Regions from separate parts of the Rattus norvegicus genome. Here region 2 is linked to region 1. The links are chromatin contacts, called in public Hi-C maps. All regions are on one chromosome and are shown on one strand. The core of a region is the stretch at or near the end of the contact, and the rest is flanking DNA. Distances in the headings are between cores, read along the strand shown. Region 1 holds the start of Pusl1 (pseudouridine synthase like 1). Region 2 holds the start of Isg15 (ISG15 ubiquitin-like modifier).

What was found. A called contact is a pair of places that touch in the nucleus more often than the background predicts.
Region 2: a Hi-C map of liver shows a contact between it and region 1, with 3 times the contacts expected there. The contact joins the promoter of Isg15 here to the promoter of Pusl1 in region 1. A contact is called at or near these places in 2 of 12 Hi-C or Micro-C datasets (hepatocytes and liver) and 1 of 1 datasets of contacts at active chromatin or transcription factors (oligodendrocytes).

What each region holds. Positions count from the first base shown.
Region 1 is chr5:171,780,431-171,784,835 of GRCr8, reverse strand. Pusl1 (pseudouridine synthase like 1) reads left to right here and starts at 1,957. Exons shown (of 8, transcript NM_001395608.1): 1 at 1,957-2,101; 2 at 2,331-2,388; 3 at 2,528-2,715; 4 at 2,865-3,014; 5 at 3,095-3,265; 6 at 4,079-4,133; 7 at 4,205-4,367. The coding sequence starts at 2,025. It overlaps Acap3 (ArfGAP with coiled-coil, ankyrin repeat and PH domains 3), which reads right to left and starts at 1,454. Exons shown (of 24, transcript NM_001395748.1): 1 at 1,254-1,454. The coding sequence starts at 1,300.
Region 2 is chr5:172,065,660-172,070,064 of GRCr8, reverse strand. It overlaps Isg15 (ISG15 ubiquitin-like modifier), which reads left to right and starts at 2,409. Exons shown (of 2, transcript NM_001106700.1): 1 at 2,409-2,549; 2 at 3,175-3,696. The coding sequence starts at 2,547. The coding sequence ends at 3,657.

The DNA.
Region 1 (4,405 bases), core at 708-3,207:
CTGCCTATAGTCAGTGGACACTCTTGGCAAACTACAACACTCCAAGGTATTTCTTGCTGACTGTCTTGCAAGGTGGTGTTGCCAAGAGCTGGACTGCTGAGGTAGGCCCTCAGAAACCCAGCATTCATGTACATATTGGTCAAGCACACATGTGCCAAGGCATGATACATGCCTATACACAAACATGCATACATGTATTAGCACAGGGCGTACGGACATGTGTTCCAGGGACACAGTGCACACATGTGCATGCTAAAACACACACACCTGCATACATCAACATGTGTCTAGTAGCGTGACAAACATGGCTCATGAATCCACAGAGATGTAGCACATGTACACACGTGTCCATCCACACTAGGTTATGTGCATGCATCATGCACACCAACCCAGTGTTGCAGATCACCCACACATTCAAGTGCGCCGCCTGGCACCTACTCAAAGGAAGAGCAGAGTGGCAGAACATGTTCCCCTGTGTACAGGCATATACAGAGGGGGCCTCATGAAGGTACACAATTTCAAGTGACACACAGGAGGGACTCCATTACTGTCTGCCAAATGTCACCCAATGAAACAGATGTATATCTGTGTGGCCATGTGATTCACACAGATGTGCATGACTGTATTCCAGGAACAATAAAAGAAACAAACCCATAGGTGAATAAGGCCCATAATACCCTGCCACCTAAACACGACTTCCTCATCCCCACAGCCTCTACATCTCCAGGTTCCTGGGTCACTTATACCTCCGTTAACTCTCACTAAGGTGTCCATCTCGGGCCTTAATGGCTCCAGCTGGTTGCACCCATACACTGCTCTGGACATACGGATCAAGATAGAGATCAAGCAGGGTGCCAGACAATCCTAGTCAGAATTGGACTACAGGGCCAAGGAGGAGCTCAGTACTTGTGGCACACTAAAGCATACACACAAAGAAGGGTGGACAGTTCTAGAGATGGCACCGAACGCAAATGCCCAGTGACACACAGCTGCCCAAGGCAATCTGAGCACTCACCCCCGCGCGCGAGGTGATCAGTACAGGGGCGTCTTTTGTTCCGGTCCCCCGAGGCCGGAGGCGGAGCTGCGCAGCTAGGGGACCGCGACTCCGGCTCCAGCCGGTTTGTTCGTGCCAGGTCTTCTGCTCCGTCCAGGTGGACTTGGAGCGGTCACCATGCTGGACACCCCTTGCCCGCCTCCGGCACAAAGGCGGCTCCCCATCCCCGCCCGCGCCCTAACCCAGGCCCGCAGCACACCTGAAGCGCGGCGAGTCCTTGATGCATTCCTCGAACTCTACCGTCATGGCTGCGGTGAGCGGTGCTCACTGTACCGAGGACCAAGGCGCGTCGAGCGGCATCCCCGGCCGGTAGACCGTCCGTCGCGCCCGCGCTGTGCTGCGCTCCGCGCCCGCCCGCCTGCCCGCCTCGGTATGAGGCCGGCGCGCCGCGGCCCCGCCCCGCCTGTCACCGCTGGGGAGCGTCGCCAAAGTCAGCCGCCGCCAGCACCACCCGCTGTCACCTCCGGGGAGCGTCGCTAAAAGCGCCGCTGCATTCCCTAGCCTGTCACTGCCCTCTGTCCTCAGCCACCGGGGTTGGGAGCAGGGCCGGCAGCCGCAGTTGGGCTTCGGAGTGGTTTGGCTGGGCCGCGGGAAAGGGAAGGGCACGGCTCTCCCACTTCAGGCATCCCTGCCGCTGTTAAACTCAGGGAGTTTACAAAAACTACATTTGGGAGCACTCGGCTAGAACCCGTCAGGCAGACACATTCCGGAACTGCAGTGGGGAGATCGGGAGTGAACGAATTAAGGACACTTGTGCGGGAGCAGCCCGTCATCGCGCCCCTGCGAGGTAGAGCACAGTTAACATAGTCGAGCCCAGAAGACAGCACTTCGCATCCGCTCCCTAAGCTTGGTCCCGCCTCCGTTTCTCCATTCAGGCGGGGTGGGCCGAGTTAGTGCGCAGGCGCCGTCATTGCTGGGCAGGGTCGACCGCCGGCCACGTGCAACCGCCCCGCCCGCCAGCCGCTCAAATATGGGTTCCTGCGGGGCGGTGGGCTCCGTGCGTGCGCGCTACCTTGTGTTCTTCCAGTACTTGGGCACAGACTTCAAGTACGTTTTCCCGCTATTACCTCCGCTTTCTCCACTCGACCTCGCGGGAAATCCGCGAGACGGACAGGAGGGGCACGATCAGCAGTCTGGGCGTTCTGTCTTGGGATGCGGAATTTTAGGAGCCTAGGAACGCTGGCCTGGACGGAACGAACGCGCCTGGGGGCGGAGATCCCAGGCGGGACAGCTCCCACAGACGGTACAAATAATTCCTTCCTGTTTCTCTCCGCAGTGGAGTTGCGGCCGTGAGAGGTAACCATCGCGCTGTTGGGGTACAGAACTTTCTGGAGGTGAGCTGTTATCTCTCGCCTAGAGCGATGACCGGTTTGGGGAGGAAGAAGCGGTCGGCAACTCCAGTCCCTGCCCACACTCCTCGTACTAACGGGCTTTGGCCATCGCTGTGGCAGCCTGCCTGTACGGTTCCTGCAGGAGGCTGCCAAGCGGCTGAACTCGGTCGAGCCGGTCAGGTTCACTATCTCCAGCCGCACTGATGCCGGAGTGCATGCCCTGAGCAACGCGGCGCACCTGGACATCCAGCGCCGCCCAGGCCGGCCGCCTTTTTCCCCAGAGATCGTAACCAAGGCCCTCAACACCCACCTGAAGCACCCAGCCATTCGGTGAGCCCGGGAATTTTGTATGGTTCTGGTTTTTGTCTTTTACTGTTTTACCCCACACCTCAATATGGTGGGAGGCAGAGATTTTCAGAGCGCTACATGGACAGGTGGGCAGACTTGTTCCAGGGATGAGCCAGATCTGTTTGCCACAGTGTACTGAAGGCCTTCCGAGTGCCCAATGACTTCCATGCTCGCCACGCAGCCACCTCCAGAACCTACCTATACCGTCTGGCCACAGGCTGCTCCGGGCCTAATCAACTGCCTGTGTTTGAACAAAATGTATGCTGGTCTCTGCAGACAGAGTGAGTGAGCTAAGAATGGGAAGAAAATGGCTCAACATCCATCTGGCTGGGCCCTCCTCAATGCTTACTTGGCTCTGCAGGTACCTGGATATAGCTGCCATGCAGGAGGCTGCCCAGCATCTCCTTGGGACACATGATTTTAGTGCCTTCCAGTCTGCTGGCAGCCCAGTCCCACATGCTGTACGCACACTGCGAAGAGTCTCTGTGTCTCCTGGTCCAGCCAGCTTATTTGTCCTCCCTCAGGAGAGCAGGTGAGAAGACTAGCCATTCATTATGCTGGACTAGAGGCCACCAGGGTTAAATTAGTTCTCATAATACCCCAATAAAAGTGAGATGATGCTAAACTGGCACAGTGCACATCCATTGGGCCTAGAGGGTGGAAGGTGCTGGCCAGTTAGGTGAACCAGAAACTTGTCTTCTTCCTGTTGGGTGGGGTCCCTGTCAGGCTGGGGAGTACAGGGTAGAGAATGTTGCCTTTCTTGAGAGCCTTGCCAGGCCCCTAGCTCTTTGTGGCAGATAGGTTCTGGCAGTCACTGAAAAGATTTCACTGGAGCTATTAGTACCAGTCCTCTTTGACAGACTGTGTTAAGTTCTCTGCTTCAAGTATTGCCTAGTGGGCTTCCCACCGGGAACCGGCTGCTCACCTTGGGAACGTCACATCTGGAACCAGCTCCAAGGGGAAAAGGCACTTTGGTATGAACCAGGCACAAGAGCACACGGCTGAGGTTCCATCTTGCTGGGTGGGCTGGCTATGTCCTGCTTCAGCATGCATACTGTAGCCCTGACCCATGAAGGGAGGCCCAAAACAATTGGTATTTCCTGTGTACAGACTAACCAATGCTCTCGTATATAATTGTTTCCTTTTATGGTATATATAGACTCCAGGAAGTCATGCAAAACTCTCATCCCCTCTGGAACTGGTGGTCAACTAGGCAAGAACCCACCCTGGATGGATAAGCCTTTAAACCAGCATTTAAATCTTTGTCTTGTCTGAGGCCACATAGTGAGCTAGGTTGGCTGAGATGGTCCTATAGCTTGGACCTCAAAGCTGTCTGTGTTCCTAGGAGGCTGCAGTTCTGGACCTTGGAGTTTGAAAGCCAGTCTTTCCTCTATCGACAGGTAGGCTACCTTAACCCCTCCCAGGATGGGTTCAAGTAGACACCTGTAACGACCTTAGCTCTCTGCTGCAGGTGCGGAGGATGACAGCTGTGCTGGTGGCTGTGGGGCTAGGGATTCTGGCACCTACACAAGTGAAAGTGATTCTGGAGAGTCAAGATCCCTTGGGCAAGTATCAGGCTCGAGTTGCCCCAGCCCATGGCCTGTTCTTGAAGTCAGTGCTGTATGACAACTTTGGTAAGAGGGGATGGGATCAGAAAGAGTCTTTTCCAAAG
Region 2 (4,405 bases), core at 1,160-3,659, 280 kb before region 1:
GGATATCAGTGGTGACAGAAACCAGATGGGATGATGTCATGGTGCTAATGATGTATTCTGAATTACCCCACTGCTAAGTCCAGCAAAGAAGAACTCAAAAGTTAGGGCAAGTTACACATGCCTTTAATGTAGCATTCAAGAGACAGAAGCAGGAAGAGCTTGGTGAGTTTGAGGCCAGCCTAATCCAGAGAGTAAGTTCCAGGACAGCTAGAGCTACATAGTGAGACCCTGTCTCAAAACACACACACACACCCAAAAATTACGGCAAATTCAAAATCTTTTTTTTTTTTTTTTGAAAGGAGAATAAGAAAAACGGCCGGGCTGGAGAGATGGCTCAGTGGTTAAGAGCACCGACTGCTCTTCCAGAGGTCCAGAGTTCAAATCCCAGCAACCACATGGCGGCTCACAGCCATCTGTAATGGGATCCGATGCCCTCTTCTGGTGTTCAGTGGTGCCCTCACTGAAGACAGCTACAGTGTACTCATATACAAAGTAAATAAATAAATCCTTTTTAAAAAAAAAAAAAAGACAGGGCCACTAATATTTTAATGGTTGCTACTGTTTTCATTCTGAGTTACACTGCAAGCCCTAGTTACTAGGCACAGCATAGCCTGCCAGCTGCCTCCATGTATTCACTCAATAGAGGTGGCCTGAGAGCACAGTAGGGGCTGGACACCCTCCTGGTGGTTCAAATCTGCTTTAGTTAGCCACAGAAAGAGGCTAGCTTGTTGGGTTAGAGAAAATGGCACTGTTTGTTTGTTTGTTTGTTTGTTTGTTTTTGAGACAAGGTTTCTCTGTGTAACCCTGGCTGTCCTGGAACTCACTCTGTAGACTAGGCTGGCCTTGGACTCACAAAGATCTGCCTGCCTCTGCGTCCCAAGTGCTGGAACTAAGGGAGTGAACCATCACCTTCAGCTTGAAAATGCCACTTCCACTGAGTAGTTTCAAAGTCTTCACAACTGATTTTTCGGAGAGATGGATGTTTTCAAGAGGCCAGGTACGGCACTCCCAGAGTATTCTAGAAATGTAGTATTCCAACACCCCAGATACACATACCCATGCCTTCTATACAAGAGTCAGTCCCTGTCTTGGGGTTGACAAGAAGGCTGGGCTGTAATTTTCGCAGCTATGGACCTATGTTGAGCCATATGAAGGAGTCTGTGTGGAATCCCCTGAACCTCTGCCTCCTGCAGACATCAGACAAGCAGGGGACATAGAGGGAAGAAACCTCAAGAACCACATCCCCTCTATGATTGCCATACTAATGATTAAGGTTTAACTTGTGAAATGGGCTGTCTTTGTTATACAGGCATTGGAAAGAAAGAAAAGATCCTACTTCTTTAATTTTCTTTTAAATATTGGGCTGGAGTGATGTCTATGTGGAAAGTGATTGAAGAAAACACTCGACATTAATCTCTGACCTCTACATGTACAAGAACCTATATGCAAAATAGATAAACAAAATTTATATACCCAGTTCCTTCTAAATTTCAAGGGCACCTGCACTCACATATACACAACGCCCCCCTAATACCTTATATCAACATAATTAAAACTAAACCTTAAGAAAAACCTGGGTGCTAAGTATATAACTCAATTGTTAGAACACTTACTTAGCATTCACGAAGCTCTGGGTTCTATCCCCAGCACTGCCGAAAATGACTAAAATCTCAGAACCTAAGCAGAAGAGACAGAAGGACCAGTTTAAGGCCAATTTCAAAGTGAGTTTGAAGTCAGCATAGACTACATAGCAAGACTACTTCAAAAAACAAACTCATCTGACTCAATGTATCTTTACGTAAGCAATAGTGTTTGTTTGTTTGTTTGTTTCTTCTCTTAGCTTTTCAAGACAGAGTCCTGGTGCTTGCTCTGTAGAGCAGGCTGGCCCTGAACTCAGACATCCACCTGCCTCTGCCTCCCCGAGGCTAAGATTAAAGGTATGCATCACTGCCCAGCTACAATAAGGTCTTAATAAACTATTACAGGATAGAAATGCTTCCTACAACCCCCCCTACCCCAACTCCCTATGCTTTGAAAACTATTGTTCTAAACTAATAACCAATATCTTTGGGTAATTCTGATTGTTACTATGTTATGTAGTTTCTTTATTATTATAACATTTTTCCAAGATAACTAATTTCCAAGCTAACAAATGGCAAATACGTTTTCTACTATTAGTTCCTGTTCTGACTTTTACATGCCTTACGCAGGACCTGAAGTGCTGGGAGTTTAGGGAGTTTTAGGGCACACGTCAAATTACAGACTTGACCCTTAAGAGCCTGTCTCTTTTCTTCCCAACTACACTTTTCTTTTCATTCAGTTTTGCTTTTCTCATCCATTTAAGGTGTGCCTCAGGAAAAGGAAACCGAAACAGAAACAGCTCTGGAGCCCAGAGACTCCGCCTCTTCACATCCACAGCTCAGACTTTAAGAGAGCTGACCCAGTGAGTCTCTCTCTGACTGTGAGAGCCAGCAGCCAGAAGCTGAGAGAAGCAGAGAGAAGCAGACTCCTTAGTTTCAGGGGACCTAGTGCTAAAGCCTACAGCCATGGTGAGTCCAATTTGGGGCAGAGGCAGATGGGCTTCATTCTAGTTGACTTTATTCTATTCCTCGATAGGGTCTTTCAGAGGCAGAATAGCCTCAGTGTGGGGACAGAATAAAGTTGCTCAAAGCTCACTTGGGGGCTGGGGGTGGAGTTGGGTTCTTTGCTCAGTTATCAGCCCTAGATCCCTTAGGGCTGGACCCAGAAGGATATCTTTGTGGGTGAACTGAAACAATCTGATGGTTGTGGGAGGCTGACCCTTTAAAACTGAGGCCTCTGTATCATACAATACTGGATGGTCCTCCCTGAGGAGAAGATGGATGTGGGACATGGGGGCTGGCCCTACGACCAGTGCTTTGCATGTGGTAACTCCCAGCCAAAGTTATTAAGCCAGTGGTTCTCAACCCATGGGTCATGAACACTTTGGGGGCCTGAACGACCTTCTCACAGGAGGTCCTTCTCGCAGATATCCTGCATACGGCAAGATCACAGTTACAAAATAGCAATGAAAATAATTTTATGGTTGGGGGTCACCACAACTCAAGGAACTGTATTAAAGAACAGAAGCATTCTATTAGAGTCGCAGCATTAGGAAGGTTGAGAACCACTACTAAATCCATGTAATTCTTGCAGACCTGGAACCTAAAGGTGAAGATGCTGGGGGGCAAGGAGTTCCTGGTGTCCATGACAAACTCCATGATGCTGTCAGAACTGAAGAAGCAGGTTGCTCAGAAGAGTGGTGTGCCAGCTTTCCAGCAGCGCCTGGCCCACCAAAGCGGTGAAATGCTACAGGATGGTGTTGCCCTTATCAGGCAGGGCCTTAGTTCTGGCAGCACAGTCATGCTGATGGTAGAGAACTGCAGCCATCCTCTGAGCATCCTGGTGAGGAATGAAAGGGGCCGCAGCAATGTCTATGAGGTCCAGCTGACACAGACTGTGGAAGTGCTTATGAGGCAGGTGTCCCAGCACGAGCAAGTCTCCCAAGACCAATTCTGGCTGAGCTTCAACGGAAGGCCCATGGAGGACAAAGAGCCACTGGGGGAGTATGGCCTAACACCCCACTGCACAGTGATCATGAATTTGCGCCTGAGGGGGGGAGGGGACTACTATTTCTAAGGCCCCTATCCAGAGCCAATGTAGGTAATAAAAGACAATACAATAAAAAGTTCTGCTTTCTGTTTGCTTGTCCCATTCAGAAATGCCTTCTTTCCATGGTGACAAGGCTCTGGGTTGCCAAGTTAAAAGACAAGGATTTCACAGTTAGAGCCTAGTGAGGACCCTTTGGGTGATTAATTCACTTCTGGAGAAAGATACTTTTACTGGGACCCAGTCCTGAGCCTCTGCCAGCATCTAAAAACTTCCCCAAGTCTACATGTGGCTCAGGGACACATCAGGTCAGTTCCTACCAGTAACAGGATGAGACTTCTAATAGGACCAGTTAACTGCTCAGATCCTTTGGAAACAGTGAAGGAATGTTCTTGGACCTATCTGGGTAAGCTGTGAAGGAGGCTGATATGGGTGTTCCCAGTCCCAGTTGCAGTAGACCACAGAGGGAAGGACAGGGTCTCACTACTCAAATCAGTCACCTGCTGTTTAGGACATGGTGGTTAGCAAGTCCACCTCATCAGGGCTATAAAGAGGCTACCTTAGGCAGATTAGATGGGCACCTGGGATTGGGGGCTCATCTGTCCACAAAGGAAATCAGATCTCAGAAAGGAGGTACCCAATTTGAAAAAGCTTCACCCCCTTCCTGCCTGATGGTTCTTTATCTTGTCTTTTCCTCTATCACAAGCCTTTGAGTCGGCTTAAGACACAAACAAGTCAGGGCAAGTACCTCTATGGCCCTTCAGACTTTTAAGAGAAT